Linked DNA regions of Ovis aries: region 1 is linked to region 2. A link is a contact called in public Hi-C data. All regions are on one chromosome and are shown on one strand. The core of a region is the stretch at or near the end of the contact, and the rest is flanking DNA. Distances in the headings are between cores, read along the strand shown. Region 1 overlaps CYTH4 (cytohesin 4). Region 2 holds the start of RAC2 (Rac family small GTPase 2).

Evidence for each region. A called contact is a pair of places that touch in the nucleus more often than the background predicts.
Region 1: a contact with region 2 is called in a Hi-C map of blood, with 1.9 times the contacts expected there. The contact joins the enhancer-like site here to the promoter of RAC2 in region 2. A contact is called at or near these places in 2 of 16 Hi-C or Micro-C datasets (both in blood).

The regions. Positions count from the first base shown.
Region 1 is chr3:181,357,025-181,361,144 of ARS-UI_Ramb_v3.0, forward strand. It overlaps CYTH4 (cytohesin 4), which reads left to right. Exons shown (of 9, transcript XM_042247269.1): 9 at 1-601. Among named protein-coding and RNA genes, the nearest start is that of CYTH4, 32 kb to the left of the region's middle. Within about 2 kb of position 1,872, at least 18 of the 54 cell types and tissues checked have an H3K27ac peak or open chromatin away from gene starts, as enhancers often do.
Region 2 is chr3:181,306,242-181,310,427 of ARS-UI_Ramb_v3.0, forward strand. RAC2 (Rac family small GTPase 2) reads right to left here and starts at 2,795. Exons shown (of 7, transcript XM_060414176.1): 1 at 1-2,795.

The sequences.
Region 1 (4,120 bases), core at 622-3,121, 50 kb after region 2:
TCTCAGTAGCACGACTTACCCTGCCACACAGGCCCTGGGGGAGTCCCTAGAGGGAAGTTCCCTTGCAGGAAAACAGGATATGGGGTTACCTCGGCTCGACTGTCAGCCTGCGTAGGTGAGCCAGACAAGGTGAATTTCCCCAGGGAGGGGAAGCAACCTTTCTTCCCCCACCTCACAACATACACACAACACAACACACACACTCTCTGTGGGGTCAGGACAGAGGAGCTGCCTTGCAAGTGGTGAGGCCACTGTCTCTGGAGGTGTCCAAGCACCTCATAATGATACTGCACTGAGGTGGATCTGTTTGGGTGTGACAGGAAGAAGATTTACAGGACCTTTGAGGTCTTCCACAGGCCCCATGGCAGCATGGGAGCTGAATGCCACATCTGCTGCCTTTTCTGGCCCTGAAGGGGCAGCCAGGCGTCAGGGGCTCTGAGGTCCTCTCCTGCCACCGGCTGTGCAATCTTGGTCCACTCTCTTCCCCTCTCTGGTCCTCGGCTTCCTCCCCTCTCACTGAGAGGGTGGAATGGGGGATTTTCTGGGCATGAGTGGCTGTTCTGGGAATCACTCAGAATAGAGAATAAAGCTCATGAGTCAACTCGTGGGTGGGGCTCTGTCCTCTCCATGACCACATCTGCCATCCTTGAGGCCAGCATAGACCCTTCACCCTCATCCCTTTCCCAGCTGGATACCAGGAGGGCCAGATGGGGAAGAGTGGGCACTCAGCAGACCCTGGACCCTCATCCTCTGGCCACTGGGGGCTGCCACCTGGACAGAAATCTCCAGGAGCTAAATTTGAAGCAAGGGTCCCTCTAAGCAGGGACAAGAGTGCACTGGTTCTGCCAAGGCCAGGGGAAAGCAAAAGAACTTCCCAATAGGCCATGCTGTCTGAAGACAGAAAGGATGCTGCCCAGGAGATAAGCAGTGAGTTCCCTGTCCGAGAAGGGATACAAGTACAGATTGGATCCAGTGATCACTTGGGGAGTCACAGAGGGTCTTGAATTTGTTACTCTTCATTCATACTTTCCACAGTCTTATATTAAGTGCCTTGTTTCAAGCACTGGTAGAACAAGACAATAGCCATGCCTGCATGGGGCTGACTTTCTGTTTGTCCTGAGTTCTAGGCAGCCCCTTCAGATGTGCAGGCCACTGAGATGGCCCCCACACCTTAGTCCAGCCCCTTGTCTGAAATGCCACCATTGCGTCACTCTTTGAAGATCTTAAGGCGTTGAATTTATCAACTTTCATTCGGCCCGGGTTTTTGAAGCACCTACTATGTGCCAGGCTCCACACACAGAACCAAGGATCCAAAGATGATCAAGGCAAAGCCCTTGCCCTCGAAAGGAACTCAAGTCTAGTGGGGAAAGACAGACCATTTCAACTCATGCTGTTACACAGAGTGGAGCACATGGGCCGGTGGAGGGCTGAGCTGGGCGGCCAGGCAGTCCTGGGGGCTTCTCGAAGGAGCCGTACTTGAGCGTCGGCAGCCAGGTGGGAGAGAAGACACACACCTGACTCTGCGGTGAGCTCACTTCAGCTCTGCCCCTCCCCATCACACACATCCTGACTGCGAATTCCTCACGGGCCAGATTGTCACTGCTAGGTGCCTGGCACACAGGATGCGCGAGAATTCTTTGACTGAAGTCAACTGAGAAGACTCTCTGGGCCTCAGCATTAACTAGTGCAAGTATCTAGAGGCGCAGGGAGCTGTGGGAACAGTGAGGCGGCTAGGTGGGGGCGTGGCTAGAGAGGTGGGCGGGGCCACATAGCAATCTGGTCCAGCTCTGCCTTGCTGGCCCAGGACTCACCGGCTCCGGTGGCCTCTGCCCTCCTTCCCGTCCTTCTGCCACTGCTCGCTCTGGGCAGCAGGGGGCTCCCACCACTCGTGGATGAGAGGTTCCGCGACGCAGCCAGCCGGGAGCTGAACTGGCTGCCCCTTGTAGGAATGAGGCCTCGGCCCAGAGTAGAGCCTTGACGTCGGCCTCCTGGAGAAGGATGCACCCGGTCGACTAGGACCTGTGGGGTCCAGCAGCCCCAGACACCTGAGGGCACAGATGCCCATCGGCCTCCCCCCTCTCTTCATCTGGGGCACAGTCACCCTGCTCAGTCTAGGAGTTAGGATACCCTGGCTCTCTGAGGGCTTTCAGGTTGTGTGACCCTGAACTAGTAGCTTGCTCTCTCTAGATGTGATCTTCCTTCATGAAGGGTTCAGACAGGTGAGTTTCTGGACATAAACCTTTAATGGGGACTAGGGAATATGTGTCAGATATGGGTACCAGGTGGCCCCTGCCCTGAGATGAAGTGAGGCTGGTGTGTGTGGTGGGGTTGGGTGGCAAGTGAGAAGGTGCCACAAAAGCCCCTTACTGTGATAGGCCACAGAGGGCAGTAGTGAGGCCATCCTGGGTGGCGGGGATGGGGGGGGGGGGGGGGCATGGGGGGTGGGGGCATGGGTTCAAAGCCCAACTCTACCCTGCGTCTTAAGCAAGTTTCCTAGGCATTCTGAGCCTCAGATTGCCCATCTATAAGATGAAAATAATAGACTATATGCAAAATACTTAGGACAGTGTTGAGTACCTACTCAAGATTAAGTGCCATTATTATTATCATCACTTCAAGGCAAACTATATACATGGTTTGGTGAAGATACAAAACAGGCTGGGCCATTGGAGGAGGAACTATTCATGCAGAGGTTGAGGGGATTGTAGATCTGGGAAAGCTTCTTGGCATAGGTGCCCATGAAAGATAAAATAACTGGAGGCCTGGGTTTTCTAGCCAGGAGGAGCCAAAACAAGGATGCTTATTCTGGGACTCCCTTGAGAGTCCCAGAACAAGCCCCCAAAGCAAGAAGGTGAAAGGTTGAGGGGCTAAGCTGTGTGCCCCAAATGTAGTCCCTTGCATCTCCAAGGCTATTTTGCCCTTTGTCATGAAACTCTGACTGGGGATCCAATAACATGGCTGCTGAATGAGGCCATCACAGAAAGAGAGAGAACAAGCTTGGCACAGGATGGCCTGAGGTGGAGTAGGAGTGGGTAAGGAGGACCCCTGCCCAGTGCCTGGAAGCGTAGAGCTGGTCCTGGGGCCAGGAAATGGGGAGGGGGCAGGCAGCCAGGAGTCGAGTGGCAGGTGTGAGAGACCTGGAGAAATTGATATATTAGAGACTATGAAAGGAGCTAAATATGTTTGCCAGCTCAGCGATGACTCAGGCTTTCCCCAGGGGTCCACAAAGTGTGAGCATCAAGGAATCAAAGTCAGGCCTCCACCCACCCAGGCTCTACCAGCCTGGAGCCCGTCCTTTGCAATGGAAGGACCACCCAGAGTGCCCTGAGAGCATGGTCCTCAGGGGGCAGCAGAGACCTCACCCCTCCAGCCAGCATCCCCTACCTGCCCCCTTACCAGCCAGACTTCTCCAGAATGGCTGAATAATGAAGCTTCAAAGTGAGACATATCTGGGTCAAAGACCTGGCCTGGCCCCAAATTGCTGCGTGATCTTAGACAAGTGACTGACCCTCTCTGGTCCCACATTCACTAGGAAGGACAGATCCCCACCAAGTCAGGGCCCTTCCTCCATCTCCCTGTCTGGCAGTGTCATTCCTACCCAATTTGGCTTCTTCCAGACAGCTGTGAACACAGCCGTCTCTGCCTAAAATCTACTAACTTCCCTCCAGGAGACAAGCCAGATTCCACAGGGCCTCATTTCCAGAGAACTCGCTCTTCCGGTGCCGGGTTCCCGGCTGGTGCTGGGCTCTGGGAGAAACAAGAATGAATCAGAGTCAGAGGCTGGAGGCAGGGCAGACAAAAGAGGGAGGAATGGTCTCCTCGTGGGGCGAAGGGCTGGGGGGCTGCAGTAAGGTGGTGGGAAGGGGACCTGGGAGGACCAAAGGAAGAGGGGCTGTCAGGGGAAAAAAGGGTCAGTTGAGGGGGCACTGCAGGGACTGCTGGGGGAAAGGCGTGGATCCCCTGCACAGCAGTGAGCATGGATGGGGCAGACCAGGCGCAGTGAACTGTTCATCCAGCATGGAGGGGCCTGCACCTGGAACAGCAGAACTAGGGAGCCAAACAGAAGAGGGGACAAGACTGGCCAAGGAGCAGTTAGCACCAGGGGCAGGAGACAGGGGAG
Region 2 (4,186 bases), core at 1,545-4,044:
AAGAAGCCAAAAAAAGAGAAAGCGATGGCATCTTAATTTGCATTTCTTTTAACACGAGCGGGCATTTTTTCACAGCGTTGAAAGCCATCTGCATTTCCCTTTTCTGGGCATTGTGTTTTCATGCCCTTTGCCCATTTGCTTATTCTGGCTTGGTCTTTTTCACTGATTTTCATTTTAGGGAAATTAGTTCTTTGTCACATGGGTTACAACCACATTTACCCAGATTGTCACCATGTTATTAATAGTGGCTTGAACCAAGCAGACTTCTTCAGAAGCATGTCATTCAGTCTGTCTTTTCTTATCTGGCTCCTAGTTTCTTTGTAATTCTTAGAAGGGCCTCTGCCCTCCTGAAATTGCGTTTCTAGAGCCTTCTCTGGTTTCTCCTTGCTGTCATGATCTCGGTTTTACATTTGGCTAGTTGACACATCTGATATTATCACACTGTACCATATAAGGTACCACTCCTACCTTATTCTTTCCAAATGGCTACCCCCCTCTTTCCTTTTTCTTTTTTTGGCTGTGCTGGGTCTTCACTGTGGCATGCAGTCTTCTCTTTGCAGAACACAAGCTCCAGAGCATGCAGGCTCAATAGTTGTGGCTCACAGGCTTAGTTGTTCCAGCATGTGGGATCTTAGTTTCCCGACCAGGGATTGAACCCATGTCCCCTGCATTGGAAAGCAGATTCTTAACCACTGAACCACCAGGAAAGTCCTAGATGGCTGTCCCTTGACCAACACCATCTACCCCAAGAGTGTATCTTCTCCCCATTGCCTGAAGCGACCTTCATCTCATGCTACCTTCATACATAGGTTTAGTTAGCCTTGAACTGGGCAGCATTCCTGGGCTTTCCCTCCTCTCCGTCCAGCATCCAGGGCCTTGAGGGTTCTCCCTCCTGAATAGTTCCCCCTCCTTCTCTCACAGTCCATCTCACAGCCTGGCTCAGAACTCACCGTTTCTCTCCAGAGGTGTTCCGGTGTGTCAGTATCAGTGCTAGGGGGAGGTTTCTGGCATGTCAGTGGGAACCTGTTTCCCCCAGAGAAGGCCCACTCCCATCTGGTTAGGGCAGGAGGGTCTCGATGCTGGTCCCCACACACCTTCACCCTCTATCACCACCAGGCCAGACCCCAGAGGCCCTCCACTGCCCGCTCAGAGTGGTCTTGCACCCACCATTCTCCCTGCCCGAAATCGCTGCTCCTCCTCCCGCCAGGCCAGATGCTATGTCTCCCCAAGACTCTGCACTGCGCGTTCCCTGCCCTCAGCTCCCACCACTCACCTCTCCACTCCTCAGCTGCCGCCACTCACCTCTCCACTCCTCAGCTCCCGCCACTCACCTCTCCACTCCTCAGCTGCCGCCACTCACCTCTCCACTCCTCAGCTCCCGCCACTCACCTCTCCACTCCTCAGCTCCCGCCACTCACCTCTCCACTCCTCAGCTGCCGCCACTCACCTCTCCACTCCTTAGCACAGCCCCTGCCTTTACCATGAGCAGATAGGAGCAGGGACCACCCCCATCCTCCAGTCGGCCTGCCTGTCAGCCTTCAGGCCCCACATGAACCACACGGGACAAACCAAGGCACAGAGACCCCTTGGCTCCGAGCCCAGAGGCCAGGAGTCTTGGGGCAGCTTCTGCTCCATCCGCTCTCAGCGTTCCCTCCTCCCACACGGACCCCCAGCCATTGAACCGCATCACTCTCACCTTTTTCCTTGTGCCCTTGCTATGGTCAGTTGTCCAGCTCTGCCTGCTCTCAGGTGGGTGAGCTGGAGCCCTAACCCTAAGCAGGGAAGGGGAGGGAAGACACCTTCATCAGGCCCTGGCCTGGGGGGTGGGGAGGACCCTCCCGGACTGCAGGTCACCTGTACCACTCCAGGCTGACATGCGCTACTCAGTGCATATTCAACAACCTGCTGGGCACCGGGCCCTGGGGACATGGCCGTGGAAAAGGCCGAGACTCTGCCCAGGGGAGCTCAGAGCCGGCAGGGACACGGACTATAAAGAATATAATAAGTAGAATGAAATACAGGTGGTGAAAGTGCCCTGAGAAGATAACAAAGGAGGCTGGGGAGAAAAGAATGACACAGAAGGGCAGAGGCAGACTCAGTCTGACTAGAAACCAGGCTGAGTTCTCAAAGATCGAAGGCTGAGCACTGCAGGAGGGACCTGCCGAGGGCAAAGGTGGGGAGGAGCTCGAAGTGTTCTCAGGCGCAGCAAAAAGGCCCGTGGAGCTTGAATGAAGTGCACTAGGCCAAGTGGCCAGCAGGCCGACAGGCGCCAGGCACGACTGTGCAGGCAATCTGTGAACAGGGAAGCCACGGGAGCCACATCAATATGGGCCCCTCTGGTGGCCATGTGAGGAATAGAGCATTGTAGAACAGGGGCAGAAGCTGGGAGACTCTATCATCACAGAAATGTCCGCGTGAGACAGGATTGAGGCTAGGACCACCAAGGTGGTGGTGGAGAAGCTGTAAAGTGGCTAGACCCAAGATATATGCTGTGCGGTCTACAGGCTGATGGAGTCAAGGACGGTGCCAGTTTCATTCTTAGCAACTTGGCAGGTAGACGTGCCATTTAACCAGGAGGGGATGATGGTGGGAGGAGAGGGTTTGCAGGATGGGGAATTCAGGCTTCCATTCTGGAAATTTCGGTTGAGAAGACTATTGGACATGAGAATGTCAAGTATGGAGTTGGATGATGTGCCTGGAGCAGGGGAAGGAGCCAGACTAGAAATATAAGCGTGGAAAATCCCTCTTACCATATACTTGTCACTGAGTATGAAATATCTTGGGAGAGGGAGAGATATCTGTCCCCTCTCCAGGCTTTCCCAGACCCACCCTCACCCAGCTTCGGCCTCCTGCCCTGGCCCCACTTCTTGTCCTCCCTTCCACACCCCAGACAGCAGCTTATTCTCAGATTGCTCTTCCTGCTCAAGTTACCCAAAGCACCCTTAATTTCTCCCTACTTTGTTCTCCCAACCACACACTGGCTGCCTGCCTACCTCCCTACCCTCCACCCCCTACCCAGCCCATTCATGGGCTGCACACAGTGGTTGGAGAAAGTCCACTGGGGCAACTTCAACTTCAGTTTTGGCAAGGCACTGAGGTCTCAGCCATCCCCTTACTGAGCCCTTGAGGGCGCTCTTTCACACACGCCCGGGGCCCTCTGACCATCACCTATTCAGGAACCACACACCTTCTCCTTCAGTAGACCTCAACTCCCAACTCACTCTAACCCAGCCAGAGATGGGTCCTCCTCCAACTTCCTTCTCCCCCGACTCACGGACCTGGAGTCAGCTGTGTGATCACGCCCACCCCCTTCACTTGCTGGAGAGCCATGAGCACGTGGCCAGTGATGTGAGAGCCAAAGGACACTCCTAAATCCCCGGGAGGCTGAGGCCGCCCGGCCAGGTCTCCCTCTTCATCGTCTGTCCCTCTGCTCGCCTCTGGGATGCTGCTCTGATCTTTCTGCAGCATCTCCAGCTGCTTTCCCACATCCACCCCTTCCCACACCGAGCCTCCCAACCTAGGGAGGAACAGTCCTGGGGCTTTGCCTGTGTTCCCCCAAGCTTCTACCCCCCTATCCAAGCCATCTCTTGGCCTTACCTCTTAGGAAACCCCTCACCCACTGCAATCTGGTTTTTCTGTGGCCCACCTGTAGCAAGACCAGACCCCAGACGTCAATACACAAAGATGAGGTGTCCAGGGACTAGGCCTAGAAGGGCTGGAGACAAGAGACCCCAGTGAGCCAAAGACACACTTGGGAGCTAAATCTACACACTCAGGCTCTCCCGCAGCACTGTACTTCTGGAGACTGGCCTGCATCTATGTATTAGGCCATGTTCTTCAAAGGCACCAATGGAGCTCCAAAACAGATCGCCCCTCGCCACCCCTCCATTGAAACCACTCTCTCAAAGGTCATTGGGGACTTCCAGATTCCTAGACCCAAGGGCCACTTCTTGATCCTGTATCAGTCATATTTTCGTGCAGAAACTAAAACCACACTAGTTATCTTCAGTAGAGAGGGATTTAAGGTGGAGAATTGGGTGCTTTGAAAAATCACAGGAAGTACTCTGTGAGTGGGCGGGCCTCCAGGAACCACTCCTTGAACACCGCAGAACTGACCAAGGGAGCTGCAGCCGAGGCCACGAGCAGGACAGAAAAGCACAGTGAGGGGAGGGGAAGAGAAGGCAAG